Regions from separate parts of the Mus musculus genome. Here region 2 is linked to region 1. A link is a contact called in public promoter capture Hi-C data. All regions are on one chromosome and are shown on one strand. The core of a region is the stretch at or near the end of the contact, and the rest is flanking DNA. Distances in the headings are between cores, read along the strand shown.

The links. Capture Hi-C pulls out chosen DNA fragments and counts their contacts.
Region 2: a promoter capture Hi-C map of adipose tissue shows a contact between it and region 1. The contact joins two enhancer-like sites. A contact is called at or near these places in 1 of 39 promoter capture datasets (the 3T3-L1 cell line), 1 of 484 Hi-C or Micro-C datasets (nephron progenitors), 4 of 115 datasets of contacts at active chromatin or transcription factors (embryonic basal ganglia, embryonic hindbrain, embryonic midbrain and 1 more) and 1 of 9 other capture datasets (adipose tissue).

The regions. Positions count from the first base shown.
Region 1 is chr11:44,908,853-44,914,575 of GRCm38.p6, reverse strand. All of the region lies in intron 9 of Ebf1 (early B cell factor 1), which reads right to left. Among named protein-coding and RNA genes, the nearest start is that of Gm51859, 180 kb to the left of the region's middle. Within about 2 kb of position 2,560, at least 12 of the 459 cell types and tissues checked have an H3K27ac peak or open chromatin away from gene starts, as enhancers often do. A contact at or near this core is called in adipose tissue, where this site is marked.
Region 2 is chr11:44,656,316-44,662,424 of GRCm38.p6, reverse strand. The region is part of intron 6 of Ebf1 (early B cell factor 1); the gene reads right to left. Among named protein-coding and RNA genes, the nearest start is that of Ebf1, 41 kb to the right of the region's middle. Within about 2 kb of position 4,379, at least 22 of the 459 cell types and tissues checked have an H3K27ac peak or open chromatin away from gene starts, as enhancers often do. A contact at or near this core is called in adipose tissue, where this site is marked.

The sequences.
Region 1 (5,723 bases), core at 1,311-3,810:
GCTCTAACTAAACTTAGTAGGGTATTGATAAAACAGCCATGAAGCTGGGAAGAACATGTTGGGGGATATAGAAAGAACAGGAATGGGGAGATGGAGGTGGACATACCTAAAATGTTTGTCCAGCATCTTCTGAGTGTCCCATGGGTAAATGCTAAAGAAATACAGTTCTAGAAGCAAAAAGAGAAAGAAAGAAAGAGAGAGAGAGAGAGAGAGAGAGAGAGAGAGAGAGAGAGAGAGAGAGAGAGAGAGAGAGAGAGAGGAAGGGAGGGAGGGAGGGAGGGAGGGAGGGAGGGAGGGAGGGAGGGAGAGAGAGAGAGAGAGAGAGAGAGAGAGAGAGAGAGAGAGAGAGAGAGAGAGAGAGAAAGAAAGAAGAGAAAGAATTCAGACTGTGGGGGAAATTGTGAGATCTGTAACCTCAGCATGGAGATGCTCACACGCTCCCGAGACAAGTCCTATTTCTACTCTGGAGACTTCTCTTCCTCTCAAAGTAAGAAGGCTGTACTTTGTGCCTGAGACACATTCCTGAAGGCTTTGTAACTCTCCATGAAGTCCAGTAAAATTCAAGGCTGGACAAAGTGTCCTGGGAAACTTGCAGCAGATTATATACATGTGTCATTGCCATCCGTTCCTGAATATCCGTCATCAGGAAGCAAACTCTGTTTTCATGATAGCCATTCCTCTCTGCTTTGCATGTAGAGGAGAGCAGACAGTGCGGACAGATAAAAAGCATTACAGTGCTATTAAACCCTCCATTTCCAGGTTGGGGTTTCAAGTTGCAGAATTGCTTCCCAGACCCTGCAAACTGACATTTACCTAACTCCATCCACCCAAAGTCCCCCTCTCCCCACTGGCAGCCTCCTCTGACTTCATCTCCAGGGACTAGGTTCAAACAATACCCTTGCTCTGGCTGACGAGAAGAGCATGTACCCCATGTGTGAGGCTAATTGGTTCATATAGCTCTGGAGTGTTGGCTTCTCCATTCTGAGCCGAGGGTATCACCAATCTTTAAGTAGAGCTGTCCTACAAAATCACATGGCGTCTAACACCAAGTGCACACTGACTAAAACCAGATGCAGCGTATGAGAGAAAGTCTGTTCAAAGCCTTGTAGCATTAAAGAACTATGGCCCAGAGCATTCCAGGTCTAATCTGGATAATACTCTGCAAATATTTCAGGCGATTTTTCTCACGTCTCTCCATCCCTCATCACTCTCACCATTGAATTTCCTAACTTGACTTCATTATCATAAAATCAAAATGCATGTCACCCATAGATAATATCTCTCCTGTAAGGTGATCACTAAGGAGAATGGCTCTGTAGTTACAGAAGCTTGAGACCTGTTGACATACTAAGGACTCCGGGTTTGATGGGGTCTCAACAGTTATCCACGGATAAGTTGAATGCTTCACTTAATATTGACTAATGTTAATGGGGTCAAAAGAGTTTCATTCTCTCATCTGGCATGGGGCATCTATTAATATCTGTAGAAGCTGGCATTCCAGGTAGCTACCTGGAAGATTTTGGAAGATACCTTGGTATATACTTCTTGTTTGGTGCAAATACTAGAGACTGAGGAGAGAGAGAGAGAGAGAGAGAGAGAGAGAGAGAGAGAGAGAGAGAGAGAGAAGGAACTAACTGGATATGCATCAATAGGAAGATTCAATGTTGGAGCTAATTAAACTGTTTCTATGATGTTCTAAGAATTAGTTTGCAAATGGGCATGGCGTATGTGTACTGCTGGGTGTGGTTGGAAGGGAAGAAAAGAAAAGAAGAGAAGAGGAGAGGAGAGGAGAGGAGAGGAGAGGAGAGGAGAGGAGAGGAGAGAAGAGAAGAGAAGAGAAGAGAAGAGAAGAGAAGAGAAGAGAAGAGAAGAGAAGAGAAGAGAAGAGAAGAGAAGAGAAGAGAAGAGAAGAGAAGAGAAGAGAAAAGTTTCTCCTGCCTGTGACTCTGTCCACTTTTGGCTCTAGTGGCGTTGTTCTGGGGAGAATGCTCAAGAGAAAAGGAATCGTGCTACAACTGGCTTTTAAAAAGATGCAGTGTAGAATCTTCCTTTCCCAATGGGGAAACTGAAGCCCAGTCACCAACACTGAATAAATCCCTGTTTTCTAAGCAATAAGACAAGAGTTACTGCCCAGTTTTGACTCTTTTTGCCCAAGATTAACCCCTATAAATCTACACTATTGCTTGGAATATAGTATGCCCCACCCCAACTCCCAACCCCCACCCTCACCACTGCCCACCAATCCTAAGGTTACACTCAAAACAAAACAAACAAACAAAATAGGCCAATTAAGTACCTTAGAGTGCCTCCTCCTTGTTATTTCTGTGATTGAATAAAAGGATCGTGACAGCCTAAAATATCCACCACAGAACCATCCAAATATAACTGGGACTTGATTAGTTTTCGAACCATCTCCTTCTTATGCCTCTGTCCCCTCTGTCTTCTAGAACCTTGCCATGAATTGTAAGCCACAAATTTAATACTAGATTATATAAATGTTATGCAACTCTCTAATTTGTTTCATGGGAGCAAGTTGTCTTTCCAAGTAAAACACCAGATCCCACAAAGCCTGACTTTAATTGCCTGTGGTACCTCTCCCAGTGTTAAGACAACCGGCAGGCAAGCCAACTGCTACTCATTGTTTCAGAATTGAAGGAATTCAGAAGAGATACTGAAAAGATGGTGATCTGTAGAGAACAGTAGCACAGGCCCCTCCCTGCTCCACAGCCCTGTGAGTGGTAAAGTAAAAGCATCAAGCCCATTTCTGGTCAAGTTAAAAAAAAAGACTCACCCCCATATTCAACATTAGCTCTCATCAACCCTGGTGGTTTTCCTCAATTTAGACATAAAACACTACAATGCATTTTCTTCTAAGTAATTGGGAGTAGGGAAGAAGATCTTAAGAATACCAGTAAAATAATCGCGTGAAAGGGAGGACAGGGAAAAGGGCAAGAAACAATAAAAAAGAAAAGAACAAAAGGATGGAAAATGTAATCAGGAGAGTCCTGTGTGGCACACGGGAGGCACCCACAGAGTGCCACCTCTCTCTCTCTCTCTCTCTCTCTCTCTCCCAACCCTCAAGGGACAGCAGGGAGCCAAGCTAAACTACTCATTTGCAAAAGATGATGTGGTTGGGGGGGAGAGTACTGTGAGGGTAAATTACTCTGGTCCTATTTTCTCTGCCTCTTTCTTTCTTTCCTTCCTTCTTTTTTTTTAAATTCTTCAGCTAAAAAAAGACTGTGCATAATAGCATCAACTGCTAATCTACATCACTATCTGCTTGTCCTGGCTCACCTGCCTCGGTTCTCCATCCAGGCTATTGAGCCAGGGAAATGGAGAAAAAGATTTTTTAAAAAATCTACTTCAGATGATATGAACTGGATTTTACGGATAGCATGCCCATCAATCATATGGTTAGGAATTAAGACATTGGATAAGCAGGGACCCATTTCAAGGGAAGAAGCCAAAGCTGGTTAGTTGTCTTACTCCTTGGCTACAGCATGGGTCTTTGCTTTGAAAAGGATAAATTCTCCATAGAAGTTAATGACTCCAAACAGAGCACACACATCTAGAAAGCAAAGAATCTCCCTCTTACATCTTTGAGTGTACATGTCACTTCTATAAGACTGGCAAAGGTTACAGTACTGATAGGGACACCCTCAACACAAAGCAGTGCTGGCAAGGGGTGGGGGGGACACAACTCTTGGAAGATAAGATCTTCAGATGAGGACCATGGTCCAGGTTAAAGCAAAAATCGTTGTGAGGTTGACCTCCACAAGTAAACCTGAGAGTTTCTGTGTGAACCTGAGAATTCCCTTCCTTAGCACTGAAAAACTTAGTAGCAGGCCAACTTACTAGCTGTTCCCTAAGCTCCAGCTCCTGTCCCTGAAAGAGAACAGCCATCCCCAGGCTTGCATGACAGCCATCACAAACACCTGACATGCTGCCTGGCTGGAAGTAGGGGCTCAAAGAATGCCAGCTACTTAAAGTGCATTTTCCTAGAGCTCTTTTCATAGATCTTACACTATTGAGCTCTGATCCTATCCAAACCAAGCCCTGACAAAATGGCTTTGAACTTGACTGATGAGTTATTTTGCCCCATCAAAACCAAAAGATGGCCACATGATTTCATGTTTGCTTCATTATCTTTTGTTTAAATTTTATGATTATCTGTCATCATCACCTCTACCCTGGCTCTCACTACGACTCTCTGCTTTGGCTTATTCTGTACCTTTTCCCCTTGCATGTCCACTCTCTTTGATTGTTCCCTCACCTAGATTGCATTTGTTCTTGGTAACAGAACATCTACTCCTTAAAGATTACACTGTATGGATCAGATCTGATGCCTTGCACTATCTGGCTATGTGAACTTGTTAATTCTACAAGGATATCTGCTAAGTTCTCCTAGAGAGTGCAATATGAGTTTTTACCAAGACAGAACTCCTAACTTAAGACATAGCTCCCAAGGATACTTCAAAGGAGAAGAGCAAAGAACCAGCAGATGCCCTGATGCTGTCTTCCTGTAGGCCACCTTGCCTGAGCAATGTGAAGCAGGACTCAGGTACCCACTTGGCAGTGGCAGTAGGGATCAAGGGAGGGAAGAGAATAGATGCTCTGCTTCTGTGGATGCTCCTTTTCATGTGTTCTATTAAGTTCATTATGTGGAGACAGATCTTTTGAAGCAATCTGCTTAGCCTAGATTAGATGCTAACCTAAGGTAGAGAGAGTCTCCTTGGGCATCTTCAGGATGCCTTGAATCAACTGCCTTTTGTCAAGCCCATGACACTTGATGCCCGTTCTGATTCCTACCCCAGTCCTTGTTTGATTTTCATGACACACACATCAAGGAAGCACCTTGAGTTTATTCTTTCCCATTCCTATCTTTCTTGATAAACCATAAAAAAAAGTGATGGAAATATTGAAGGTGTGGCTCTCAAAACCTAGAAAAGCCTGATCTTGTACAGGGCCACTGTTCCCATAAGGCTGAGGACACCAGCAGGCAACAAAATAAACCGTGGAGATGATCCTTCTCATGTGGTCCCTGATGCTTCCAGGGGAAAATGGAGTACAGTTGGCAAGGACAGGTTTAGTACACTTTTCTATCCCAGCATGTTCTAGCTTAGATAACAGTTAGTTGGATGGACTGAGAAGCCTGGTTCTGATTCAGCTTTATAAGAGCTTTAATGCTCTAGCCAGAGCATTAAACTACCAAGGCTGCACAGCATGCTGGCAAGGGTGACTGCTCATCAAGCCGGTGGCTGCTGGTGCAGAGAGTGTGTGGATAGCTTTAAAATGGACAGGATCCACTTTGGTCTGTTAGTCAGGAAAAATATGCTCGACCATTACAGCCAACTCTCAGCTCATTCCTGTGGTCCCTCCGAGAAGAAAACAGATAGAGCATCTAGAAGAGCCAAGTGGTGGCACCTGCTAAGACCAGTAGGATCAGAGGTCACAAAGCTTGCTTCCCACTCCAAGGCTGACCCTCACTTCTCTGTGTGAATATAAACACATTGGTCTTTCTGAACCCTCTGGGTCACTACTCTCAGTTGAATGACTATTTGTCTCCAAGGCTGAAGATACTTAACAAGAAAACTACATCCAAGAGGTTGCTGGTTGTAGTCCACATAGAAGGGTGTTACAATCTCTCAAGTGCTGAGCACACTGCTTAGATCCCAAGACTCCATAAAACAGAACAGGTAGTACTACTTGGTAAGCAAGTATGA
Region 2 (6,109 bases), core at 3,130-5,629, 250 kb after region 1:
GATTCCAAGATGAGAGGGAAAGGGAGAAAGAGATGGAGGCGGGAGCGGGAGGGAGAGAGGGCGGAAGGATGTCTGAAAAAGGAGGAAGGAGAGACCCTATTCTCAGAGGGGACAAAGTGTGTGTGTGTGTGTGTGTGTGTGTGTGTGTGTGTGTGTGTGTGTGTGTGTGTGTGTGTTTCACATATATTCTGCATGTTGCCAGAAAGAAACATGTTTTTAATTTTTCTGTAAGTTCTCATTCCTTTAAGCTCCATGCCTGTCCCCGGAATATTGCCATAGACAGAAGCACAGATCAAAGCAGAGACCTTCATCTCTTCATCAATCCGATGCTCATACTTTGGGGACCCAAAAGGGAGTTTCCCACCTAGTCCCACATACGAAGTAGATGTGCTAAAAATAAATAGCCACTTGTTAAGCAAATCCTATGTGTCATTTGACACACATACCTCATAGCCCATCTCTTTGGTCCCATCACCCAGAAGACATGTCTAAGCCCCAGGAATTTAGACAACTGTGAGATAGTACCTCCGCTAGTATCCCCGAGTTATGATGTCAGGTAGATAAACACATTGGTACACACTCCTTACATTTTACAAGCCTACAGTTTTGTTTTTATTACATCCCTTCCCCAACTCATGCGACCAATGAATTAAATATGCCAACTCAATTAGCCTCGTAAGGAAGCTCCTCTAATGATCTCCCTCTGTAGCCTTGTGCCTTAAGGTGGAACTTAGCAACAGATGGGGGCTGTGCATCCTGCTTTATCTTTATTATCTACTGGTGCTTTGGACACAATAATGAAGGAAGAGAAACCTAGTTGAGCATACTGCTGGTGTTCAGTCTTGACTGTGAAGTTAGTCTTTACTTGATGCCTTCACACAAGACTCACACAAGTCTAACAATAGGCTATACTCCAATGCTAGATACAAGATTATATTTACAGGAACACACGGGAAGAAAATAATTATGAAAAGGGGAACCTTAAAGATCTGAAGTGTCCAGAAATCTCATTTTATAAATAAGAAAACAGAAGCCCAGAGGAGAAAGCCTTGCTAAGAGGCCCACATTCCTAAGTAACACGGAGGCAGTCCTGAGCACCAGCTTCTCTGTGCTCTGCCTCAAAATTCTACACCCAGTCACTTCTCAGCTTCAGTATAAAAAACAAACAAACAAACAAAAAACCCAGGTTCAGCGTGAGCAACCGCATGTGTCAGGTCCGTGATGGTACCCAAGTGTGCTTGCTTGGACCGTAAGAGATGGCAATACCTAAATCTGGCTCATAATTGGAAGTAAACACTGGCAATGATTAAAAATGAATATCCTGGGAGATTAACCCACACTGAATCTGGTTAAGTAATTGAGTCACTTTGGATCTAACATGATACAAGGACGGTACCCAGGCAGGGGAGATGTGACAAGTAGAAGCAGGATGGATGGATTCAATAGTGATCTGAAAGACACAACTGTACACCAAATGGCATTTCCCTCATACGTCAGCCGCTTGGAAGTACGCAAAGTGTCTATGAAGGAGTCCTCAACACAAGTGCTTGGCTCCAATATCCTGTATAGAGTGGATGCCACAAGAACACTTGGTGAATACACACACCCTGCTACTCTATTTCTCCTATCTGGGGTCCAGTGCCTCAACTGGTAGCATCTCTGCCATGTCTAAATGCAAGCAACAGCTCTCAATTCAGAGCGCATTCCACTAGGAAGCCATTTTTGTAAGTTTAACACATCCATTCTATCTGCTTTCAGACATTAAAGTATTTGGAAGCACAAGGGAATTTGGTTTATTTGTGATGATTTCTTAAAAGAAAAAAACAAAGAAGATACACAAAGATATAATCAGACCTGTTAAGATTTAAGTCGTTGGTCCAAAAATGGCCAGACAGTGGATGGAGGTCAGCAGGAAGATGTAATTCTTGACCACAATTTAATTGCATCTCTGAAGCAAGATGTAAAACTGAGTTTCCCAAGTCAGGCGAGGCATTTTAGGCAGGCCTCCTAGGTTCATCATATATGGGCTGAAATGGCCACTTCTTCCTCCTTCCTCTGAGAGGTAGTTACCCTATCCCCAGGTTGCAAGCTCACTGTTCTTTGACTTTTGGAATTATCTCCCTGTGGTTCCAATTAAAATGATGCCAAGGGTTAGAAATTTCTCCCTGTATCTTCCCCATGACTTCTGTCCTTCTCTTGGTCATTCAAAAGTGTGAGACAAGCTGCAGACTTGGACAAAGCCATATACCAAAGGGCTTTGGTGTATGTGAAACAACAGTGCCCCATCTCTTTCTTTTCTGTATGATTTTTTTTTCTTTTTCCTTTTTCTTTTTTCTTTTTTTCAGAACTATATTCTGCAACAATACCTCATTTCCTTTAGTGTTATTTTTGGAAAGGACCATTTATTAAGTTCATTTAGGCTTAACTATAAGGTAATTTTAAAACTGAAGGATATACTCTGAAAATTACCAAGTTCAATATTTATGTAAGTCAGTACCTTCCAGAAAAAGATAACAGCCAGAGACAACTGCTGAAGGGGAGATGTCTGAAATTGGAAGACTCTTTATAAAATTCCTACTGCAAAATGACTATTGATGAAATAGCTCTGACAAAAGAAAGAAAAATGTCATTTTTTTACAGTGTTCTGACATAGTATGAACAGCGTAGTTTCAGTCATGTGAGGTGTGTGAACTTTTAAGGGTTAAGACAATTTTAGGATGGGACACTGTAGGGGTTCCTCCTCCCAGGGACTGTCATATCTTCTTACAAACAACTTAACTAGTGTTGAATGCCTTGTTGGAGACGTGGAGCTCAGAGCCTTCCTAGCACCCAGAGCCAGAAAGTGTAAGTTGCACCCTTCCCTGAGGTTAATATCACAGACGGTGAAACGGATAGCAGTGTGAGACCCAGACAATCCAGAGAGTAGCAGAAAAGTCGATGGAAACTGAGCCAGGGACTTGGCTTATGATCCTGGTTTTAGGGCTACTGACGGCTTTGGGCAATATTGCTGTATTTCTCTTGACCTCAGCTTTTCCATCTTTAAAAATGAAGGGACTCGACCAAATTCTCTGAGAGTCAGTCTAGATGGAAACCTGGCTTCATTCTCTTTCATTTGAAAAGCATTTTAGATCTGTTTGCCCTAAATTTACGTTCTCCATCCAAATTTTAGGTACACAAAACAGCAAGAACACCCAAAAAACCCTGATGTTGTAGAAACTAAAGTGATAAGGCTTAAAGAGCTCTGCTCGTTCAAACAATCAAGCAAACAAACAATGGTGAATCCCCAACACTCTGTCTTATTCCTTTAAGGGCTGTGTGGCTGAGTAGTTTTTTTTTTTAAGGGCTGTGTGGCTGAGTGGTTTTTTTTAAGGGCTGTGTGGCTGAGTGGTTTTTTTTTAAGGGCTGTGTGGCTGAGTGGTGTGGCTGAAGTGTTTCCCATTCCTGTTATTCTGTCTGTGTAAAGATCAGTGGTCCTCAGCTAAAGATATGTGAGTCTAGCTATAGACGTCTCTGTATCCACCAGAATTGGCAGAGAAAACCTTTCCTGCATTCTCAAAAGTCAGACCAATGTTGGTTATTTTTTTTTTTTAAAAACCTGGCTGTTTAATTAAACCTCAGAGAGACTTTTCTAGATATGCAAACAGGTTTTTCTCTAACTTTTTTTTTAATAGTCTATATCAGGGATGTAGGGTTTGTCCGTAAGCAAATATTTTGAAAATGACCGGAGACCTGTATTTCTTTTCTATTATTCCCCATTACTGTTTTAAGTCCATCTGCAGAAGAAAAAAAAAGATATAAAATGTAAAAGGTTCTCTGCGGTAGAGAGTATAGGAGAAAAACTCCAAACTCAAAGAAGCTCCAAGAATCTTCCAATTTACCCTCAGTCTTGCTTAGAAACAATATAAATGAAGCTTCCAGCTAGAGAATCTAGAAGTTTCTCTTTACCACAATGACAGTGATGTATAAGGCAGTCCCCAGGAGGCCTTTATAACAGAGGAAAAAAAAACAAAAAACAAAAAAAACGGCCTCTTCATATTCTGCTTTCCACAGGCCTCAAAAAGATCTTTCTAGAAGCCCACTGCAGTGGCACCCTTGGAATCCCCCAGAGAATACAAAAAACAGTCCAGATCAAGCCAGCCAAAGTGGAGAAAGGGGTCACACAGATCTTGGGCTGATTTCTTAATCTTTGGCTGTGGCTAGAATTTTCCTCGTGGGTGATTTCCACACTCTTTAGACCTTGATTCATACTTCATTCAACACTCCTCGCCCTGGAGAGAACTCAGGGAATACTGACACGCTTGTGTCAAGCACCCTCCAAACAGGGAACAGAGTGAGGGAGAGGCCTTTCCCAGTGTGAGGGTCTCCGTAGCCAGAGTATGTGAGTAAGTCAGTTGTTCTTAGGACAGCCAGTCCCTTGACAGACATTCTGGGGATGTGGCCTCGCTCATCAGGGTCGCAGCCATTTCTGTCAGGCCCCCTTCAGAGAACACATTCCTAGTTTCCATGATTTCCAAGTGGTAACTGTAGACCAGTGGTGCCCATATAGATATAAATAACAGAGAGCTAGCTGAAACCCCTTCTGAGAAGCTGACAGATTCCCAAGCAAACTAACTCCAAGCAGCAGACAGAAATGAGGATTTAAGATGAGAGAGAAGTCTGTAATGGAACAGAGAAATTCATTAGCCTGAGCTTCTAAAATAGTTCAAGGAATTGGACCTAATTCTGCCCTTGTTGTTTGGGGGATATCATTACTAATGTTGCAGAGACACTTTGAGCCACCATCTATCAGAAGTCTGATGAAAGAAAAAAGCTAACATTTCACAATTAATGTTGGGAGTGCAGCAATTTGAAAGGCCCTGCCCTTCAGAAACTAAACAGCGTTCCACAGAAAGAAAATTACCGCTTCTAAGGGACACAGTTCTGAGAATTATCCAGACTTCCACAATGCTACTCACCCTGCAGTCTATAAGAAATTATTCAAGTATGCATTTAAGTAATTCTGTATTTTAATTTAACCCTTTGAAACATTAATCAAACCATGGCTAATTATAGAAATTAAGGAATTAGACGATGGAATCTTCTAAAAGATATTATTTAAAAGGCAGTTTATACAATTACTTGTATAGATGTTTGCTTTAAAGAGGAAAAACAGTTCTACTGTAATGAAAAGGGTCTTAGAAAATTAAATTAACAAGGGGGGACCAGGCTGATATGAAACTAAATTAGCATCAAATGCAAATTACAGGGTACTTAATGGTAGAAACAGGTGCAGAGAAGAACTCTAAATGAGATAAATGAATAAAACATCCTTCCCCACAAATGTGGAAGCTGACACAAAGTCAATGACATGAATAATTCAGCAGCCTCCACACTGCTGTTGAGGTCAGCCTGCCTTGACCTTTGAAACAGGAAGTAAAATTCAGTTCAAATTTGACTGACTGGAAATATAACAGTTATTTGGTTTTTTATATATTAAAAAAAAACCCACATAATTTTTTTTCAAAAGACAGACATGGGAAATATATAATAGAATTTAATTTGATCTAAAGTCATTGGTTAAACAAACAAACAAACAAAAAACCCTCATTAGGTAAGATTTTACCCAAATCATGTTTCAATATGGAAATCCTAAGAATAAAAATAATTAGAAGTGCATAGACCAGATCCTCAGTATATTGATCAAACTCCTTATGGGAATACATTCTAGGTCTTTTCCCCTGCCTTCATATTATTTTATTTTGTTGATATTAGTATATAAAAAAGCATCCCATGTTTTTAAGGCACAAATTTTTTATTAGTAATGCAAACTTATCTCTTACATTTGTGAGATTAAAATTTAGCTAAGCTGAATTTGAACTGTGTGAATATGCTTCATTTAAAATCTTCATTCTGACCTAATAGATACTACACTCTCCCCCCACCACCACCACCAAAATAAACTCATTTTTCTTATAAAACTGCAAGCTGGGCTCTCAAACAAATTATTTTTATAACCGAGTGGCTCCCATGGTCCTAAACGATGGGAGCTTCCCTCCTCCTCCACAGGCTTCAAAAGTCGCAGGTAAAACTGTCGAGAGTACTTTCCTTATTTCAAATCAAATCTAGTTTG